Linked DNA regions of Arabidopsis thaliana: region 2 is linked to region 1. The links are chromatin contacts, called in public ChIA-PET maps. All regions are on one chromosome and are shown on one strand. The core of a region is the stretch at or near the end of the contact, and the rest is flanking DNA. Distances in the headings are between cores, read along the strand shown.

The links. ChIA-PET counts read pairs in DNA pulled down with a chosen protein or histone mark.
Region 2: an H3K4me3 ChIA-PET map of shoot shows a contact between it and region 1, with 13 read pairs. The contact joins the promoter of AT5G06885 here to the promoter of VAM3 in region 1. A contact is called at or near these places in 5 of 26 Hi-C or Micro-C datasets (leaf, seedling and shoot), 2 of 2 datasets of contacts at active chromatin or transcription factors (seedling and shoot) and 1 of 3 other capture datasets (root).

The regions. Positions count from the first base shown.
Region 1 is chr5:19,012,338-19,015,633 of TAIR10.1, reverse strand. It overlaps VAM3 (Syntaxin/t-SNARE family protein), which reads left to right and starts at 1,524. Exons shown (of 7, transcript NM_124057.4): 1 at 1,524-2,023; 2 at 2,152-2,245; 3 at 2,325-2,464; 4 at 2,622-2,684; 5 at 2,798-2,955; 6 at 3,035-3,135; 7 at 3,227-3,296. The coding sequence starts at 1,839. The coding sequence ends at 3,292. AT5G46870 (RNA-binding (RRM/RBD/RNP motifs) family protein) reads right to left here and starts at 401. Exons shown (of 5, transcript NM_124058.4): 1 at 143-401. The coding sequence starts at 148.
Region 2 is chr5:19,045,081-19,048,376 of TAIR10.1, reverse strand. AT5G06885 (a long non-coding RNA gene) reads left to right here and starts at 1,458. Exons shown (of 1, transcript NR_142958.1): 1 at 1,458-1,725. AT5G46910 (Transcription factor jumonji (jmj) family protein / zinc finger (C5HC2 type) family protein) reads right to left here and starts at 2,038. Exons shown (of 11, transcript NM_124062.3): 1 at 1,487-2,038; 2 at 450-837; 3 at 72-228. The coding sequence starts at 1,489.

The DNA of each region.
Region 1 (3,296 bases), core at 275-2,774:
ATCAAACAAGTAATCCATAAGAAGGTAAAACCCAAAATTAGTGATTCTAAACGCCAATTTCAACATATCTAATCGCAGCTGGTGATCGAAATTCTACAAATACGAGACGAGAACGATTAATCGGATATGAAGGAGTACTCACCGACATTGCTAAAAACCGATATAAACCGGATTGAAACGGAAGATTTTCTGAATTTGAAACGAAAACAGAAGAGAAAATGAAAATCCTAGTAAGGAAAAATCTTTGGCTGTGAGGAAAATACAAAGCGGATTCAATTTAAATACAATTCTCCGGTACGTGTAACCGTCGGGATTATGTTTTTTTTTTTTTGTCTCGCCGGCGACTTCAAGGAAGAAAAAGGTCGTGCTTAGCTATTTCTTTGTCGGGAAAGATTCTAATTAAATTTTAATCATATAGTACTTACGTTTAAAACAAAACAAAAGACGTGACATAATCACATTATCAACCACTATCTGTCGTCCACGTGTCCAAAACCGTTTCTGCTTTTCACATGTAGTAAAGTTTAATAACCTCATCATTGGAAATCTTGCGAAAAAAATGCTGATAAAGTAATTACATTAACACTTTCCATTAGGGCTGGGCAAAATATTCGATCGATCCGCTTCGATTCGGTATTCGATTTGATTTGATTCGAAAAATCCGAATTTCCGTAAGATTTTGGACCAAAGCAAATAGGAAAATGTAGTATTCGTAAAAACCGAATCAAATAGCAAATATTGTTTTTTAAAAAATCAAATATCCGCTTCGATCCGTATCTTTTGATATATATTAGAATATATAGTTATATCTATATATAGATATCATAAATAGTTTGTGTATTGTTGCTACCTTATGTTTTTATGTTAAGATGTTTGTTTGATATTTTTTTTTATGTTATGTTTTGATCAATGACATCAAAAACTATCGAGTTTTAGTTTTTGGAATTAGTTTGATAACATTTTTGTTGACCGGTGATAACAACAAAGGTTATATTTGGTATTTAGAACTTATTTTGAAAGCATGTTAAATAAAAACTTTGAATATCTGATATGGTTATATAGTTTATATATTTTTTTAAAATATTTATACGTATCAAAGCGGATATCCGCAAATATCACAAAAAAATCCGGATATTCGAAATTCCGGATATCCGGAAAGTTTCGAATCAAAGCAAATCATAAAATCAAGTATTCGGTTAAAACGAATCGAATAACAAATATCACAATTTTTCCGAATATTCGCTTCGTGCCCAGACCTACTTTTCATTATTAAACTTTCACCTAAAATAGTTAAACTAAGGGCACCGAACCAAATTGAACTGTTTAAACCGTAGTGGAATCTTATATAAACTGATTTGATTGTATCTGAACTAAACCAAACCAAATAAATGTTTTATTAAAACTTTACATTTTAACTATTTACACATATTGAGAAAAAATATAATCATATTAATATATAAACTAACTAAAAATTATTGTTTATTAACTAAAACTGAATCAAATCAAAAATAAAAACAAACTGACCCAAACCAAAATCTCAATAAACCAAACCAATTGTTTAATTTGGCAAGAAAAACAGAAACGAGGAGAGGTTACTAAATATATAGAAATAAAAGGATCAAAAAGGAAACAACTTTATCTCAGCTTTTTCTTCTCAATTAAAATCAGTTTGGGATTTTTTCGAAAACGCTTTTCAATCTTCGTCTATCTGTCTCCACGATCCACGCCTTGACCTTCGTTTTTTTTTTCTCAGAGATTAGAGAAAACTCCGATAACCAATTTCTCAATCTTTTTGTAGATCCAATTTTTCCAGGAAAAAAAGAGGTTTCGCGAAGAAGATGAGTTTTCAAGATTTAGAATCAGGAAGAGGAAGATCAACGAGGAAATTCAATGGTGGTCGACAAGATTCGACACAAGCCGTTGCTTCTGGAATATTCCAGATCAATACCGGAGTCTCCACGTTTCAGCGACTCGTTAACACACTTGGTACTCCCAAAGATACACCGGAGCTCCGGGAGAAGCTGTATGTTGAAATTGAAATCTAAATTTCATTTGATAAAAAAAATTGAATTTTTGATTTCAATTTTGATTGCTTTTTTTTTTTTGTGGATTCTGAATTTAGAAATTATTATTCGGATTTTGTTGTGATAGGCACAAGACAAGGTTGCATATTGGACAGCTTGTGAAGGATACTTCAGCTAAACTTAAAGAAGCTAGTGAAACTGATCATCAAAGCGGTGTCAATGTAAAGTGGAATCTTTTTCTTCTTGTTTGGTTTTTAAGCGACTCTTTGTTGTGTGTTTGATTGTTGTGTAATTGTGTAGCCAAGTAAGAAGATTGCAGATGCTAAGCTTGCAAGGGACTTTCAAGCTGTTTTAAAAGAGTTTCAGAAAGCTCAACAAACTGCTGCTGAAAGAGAAACCACTTATACTCCTTTCGTGCCTCAATCTGCTCTTCCCTCTAGGTAACGTGACTGATTGATTATATGTGGTTTCATGTATGTTAAGCTCGAATTCGAATTAGAAGTGTGATTATCATAAGCAAAAAGCATCACTTTGTGAATTGTTTGTGTGGTTTTGATAATCATGTTCCTTATTTTTCTTGTCTGACTCCGTATATAGCTATACGGCGGGTGAGGTGGATAAGGTACCGGAACAGCGGGCACAACTTCAGGAGTCGAAAAGGTAGGTGATATCGAAAAAATATTCTTTTACACATCTCTTATATGATGCAACTTATTTTCTCCTTTGCTTGATTGTTGATGCAACTTATTTTCTCCTTTGCTTGATTGTTGTAGACAAGAACTTGTATTGTTAGACAACGAGATTGCATTCAACGAGGCTGTGATTGAAGAAAGAGAGCAAGGAATACAAGAAATCCATCAGCAAATTGGTGAGGTTAACGAGATATTCAAAGATCTTGCGGTTCTGGTTAACGATCAAGGAGTCATGATAGGTAAAGACAATCTATTAAACTTAATTAGAACATGCCCTTGAAGCTGCAGTTAGAGAACTCACTTTTTTCTTTCTTGCAGATGATATTGGTACTCACATTGACAACTCCCGTGCTGCAACTTCACAAGGAAAATCTCAGCTTGTGCAAGCCGCGAAAACACAAAAATCAAACTCCTCTCTGGTAAAACACTCAAAAAAGTTTTCAGACAAAAACAGTGACTGAATGTTTTTTGGAAACCTTAGGCTAATGTGTTGATCTTGTTTACACGCAGACATGCTTGCTCTTGGTGATATTTGGCATTGTTCTCCTGATCGTGATTATAGTACTCGCAGCTTGATTTC
Region 2 (3,296 bases), core at 209-2,708, 33 kb before region 1:
TTTACAAATAATTAAATACAAACTATAAAGTGAAGATGTAGAGCTAAATGGTAATAGGTTTAATAACAAACCTCCCACTCATGAAGAATGTAACTTTATCATCAGAATCCCACTCAGCAAGTCGAAGGGGTTGTACTCTGGTAGTGAACTTAAAGTTTGATTTCTCTTTCATCAACACAGCGCCAGCAGGAACTGTTGCTGTCAAAGGAGATACAATCTTGCAAATACCTACAAACGACAGAGGCAGAATATGAGATTGGATAGAAATACATAATGAGATTAATTACAGTTAAATGTCTATGAAAGGATACAAGTCTTCTATATTGCCTACATCACATTTTTCTTTCCATTTTATAGACAACACCAATCAATGGCTTCAACAAACTTATGAAGCCATGAAAATTAAGAAGCACAATTCTACTACTTGCATATTGAGATTTTTGTTTTACCATATTTTGAAGCTTCTGGGAAAATCTTCTGCAAATAAGTCAGAGGATCCTCAAACTCCTCCTTTGTTGGTCTGTAGACAGGACATTCTGGAAGCCTCTCGGTCCATTTTAGATCATCTGTCTCAAGCTTCTCCACTTTTTCCTTCATCAAGCCACCTCTCACAGTAGATGCACCATGCACTTTAGATACTGTATCACTAGAAGTTACCCGTAATCTCATTCCACATGACGCTGAAGTTGGTCTCAAAGCATCACCACCACTTCTAGCCATTGTGCTGAAGCCTACTGTTTCATTGACAGAGTCTGATCTCATTTTTTGAAGCTTTTTACGTTTCAGAAATTCTAACCCATCCTTAGCCTCTTTAGACAAGCAGATCCTCCTTTCCGCCTGACAAAACCAAGTGTCAGCAAACATTCCTCTAGATACATATCAAAAGTTCATACTACAAATACCATATACAGGAGTCATAGATACACAATAGGTCAACCATTCACACTTAACCCACTATAGCTCCAAAATATTATAACTCCACAAAAAGCTAAGAAACATAAAAAGTGAACACAGAAAACGGAAACAGTCAACACCTAGAAGTTTCAAAAGGTATATAAGCATTTTCACTTCCTGGTACAGCCTTATCTCTTTGACCAATACCCTACAAAGTCAAAGAATGTGACAATTTCTAATTTCAACACCCTCGAAGAACGCGAGTCACAACTTAGAAACCATCGACAACTTCCTCTCATACACACAATCATTTGACCTACGTGAAGATTCGCCGCCATTTCAACAGAGCTCAAATCTCAAGTTCACAAAAATAGCAACAAAACGTGAGATTCTCCATAGAGAAGGATCAAACAACGAAGCAGAGTAAAAAAAAGAGTAACCAATTCAAGAAAAAAAATAGCAGAAACTCTAAAAAAATCGAGCAATGTTAGAGATCTGATCCAACAAAATCGTTAACAACAAAAATTCACGAGAATTCCAAAATCGTTAAACAACAAAATTGACTAAAATCAGAGAGGGGAAATCATCTCACCATATCATTCCGTAATCTATTATCTCTGTAGACTTTCGTTTTCTTCAGCCGGATTAAGAAACAAAAAGCGACCACAACAAGCAACGAACCAAAAGAACAGAGACGAAACCCTAGATCACGATCTCGCCCCACGAATTCAATACAAAGCCTGGCATGCAAACAAAGTAAACCACATTCTACGAAAACGCCGCGTAACGAGCCAGGGACCGAGTCAAACACGGAGATCCGAATCGCCGCGTAGCCGAGTCAAACGAACATTCAGAAATCAACCAGAGGACGATTCCAAGGACGAGAAAACGAAGGCTATTAACGGAACGGAGAAACCAAAACCGGCCGGAGAAATCGTTTTTTTTTTCCGGCGGTAGAGGAGAGAGAAACTGTAGAGATGCTAAAAGAGGACCGAGAGAGGAAGAAACTTGGAAAACCGGAAAAAATTGTTATGAATGTATAATTTATAGTTTTATACTCCAAAACGTGTATGCTTTAGTGGCCACCGTAATTTTAACACAAAAGCCGTTCCTAATTAAAATTCTAAAGAAAACAACAAATTATAATTAAATATTGGTGAATATCGGGAAGGTTCCCAAATTCTTCACAAGCCATATCAATTAGCCAATTAGGTGTCTAATGAACGCTCCTACCGTTTTGCTGCGATTGGTGCGGTCATGATCTATTTTAAGAATTTTTAAGTCATTTCATAAACATCCCAAGATTTTAAGCAAAGTATAATCCAATCATATTAAAATATATCTTATTTAAAGAAAAAGTGAATAGTCTAATCAAAAATTAAATATTTTTATATTTTTAAAAATTTCTAACAAACTAATGTTTACTTTTGTTATATTTGTTCTAAATTTAAAAAGATGTACATTTTATTTGTTTGAAATTTACAACCACTATTTTCCAGTAAACAAATATTAAATAAAAGGTTTCAGCTATTATTAATCTATAGCTGTAGCTAATCAACTCCATTATCAGTCAGCCTTTTTTCCTTTTTAATACTTGTACCAATCAGCTTTATTTTTATAATTGTTTAAGACCAAATGCTTAATAAAAAAATAAAGAAAAAATAGATTCCCAACAGAAAATAAAATAAAAAAATAAAAAAAAAGGAACTATAAGTGTGAAGGAAAGTGGTGGTTGTTAGGTGGTTCAACCAAACGCTGCCAACCCATTAAAACGCCGTTTCATCAATCTTGCGTTTCCTTCAAACAGTAAAATAGTGTCATAACGGAGGGTATTCAAGTCATTTAAACAACAGAAAGTCGAAACGTGGTGACACTTCTGTACTGTCTCTATACACGTGGCAGGTGCATTGGGAAGACAATTGTTTTTCTTGGTTACTGTTACTGTGGGTGGTGGTGAGCTCACCGGGTTTTCCGGTTCCCGGTTAAAGCCATTATCCCAACAGAAATCCATTGGTCCATTCTTAATTTCGGTTTCTCTTTTCTTATAAATAAATAAACTGTGATGAGTTAGGTATAATGATTAGTTTTGTGAAGTCAGCGAAAACGAAAGCTGTACCATACCAATGTGGCTCGGCTTCATTAACCGGTTTCAGTCCTTGCGGTTTAGCTACTCTGTAACCGGTTCTGCTTGGTCTTAGGCTTCTTAGTTTAGCTTTCCCAATCTATGTAGTGGTTAGAATATTCGACTAGACCCACCCAAAAAATATTCACTTGTTGTCGTAGTTAAACCTATTTGAATGACAGACAAAAAATTCGATGTTTTTTTTTTGCCTATTTTCTCTTAGTTTATTTGTTCTTCTTGTTCATATCCAATAATGTCCAAACCATTCTTTTACTAGTTT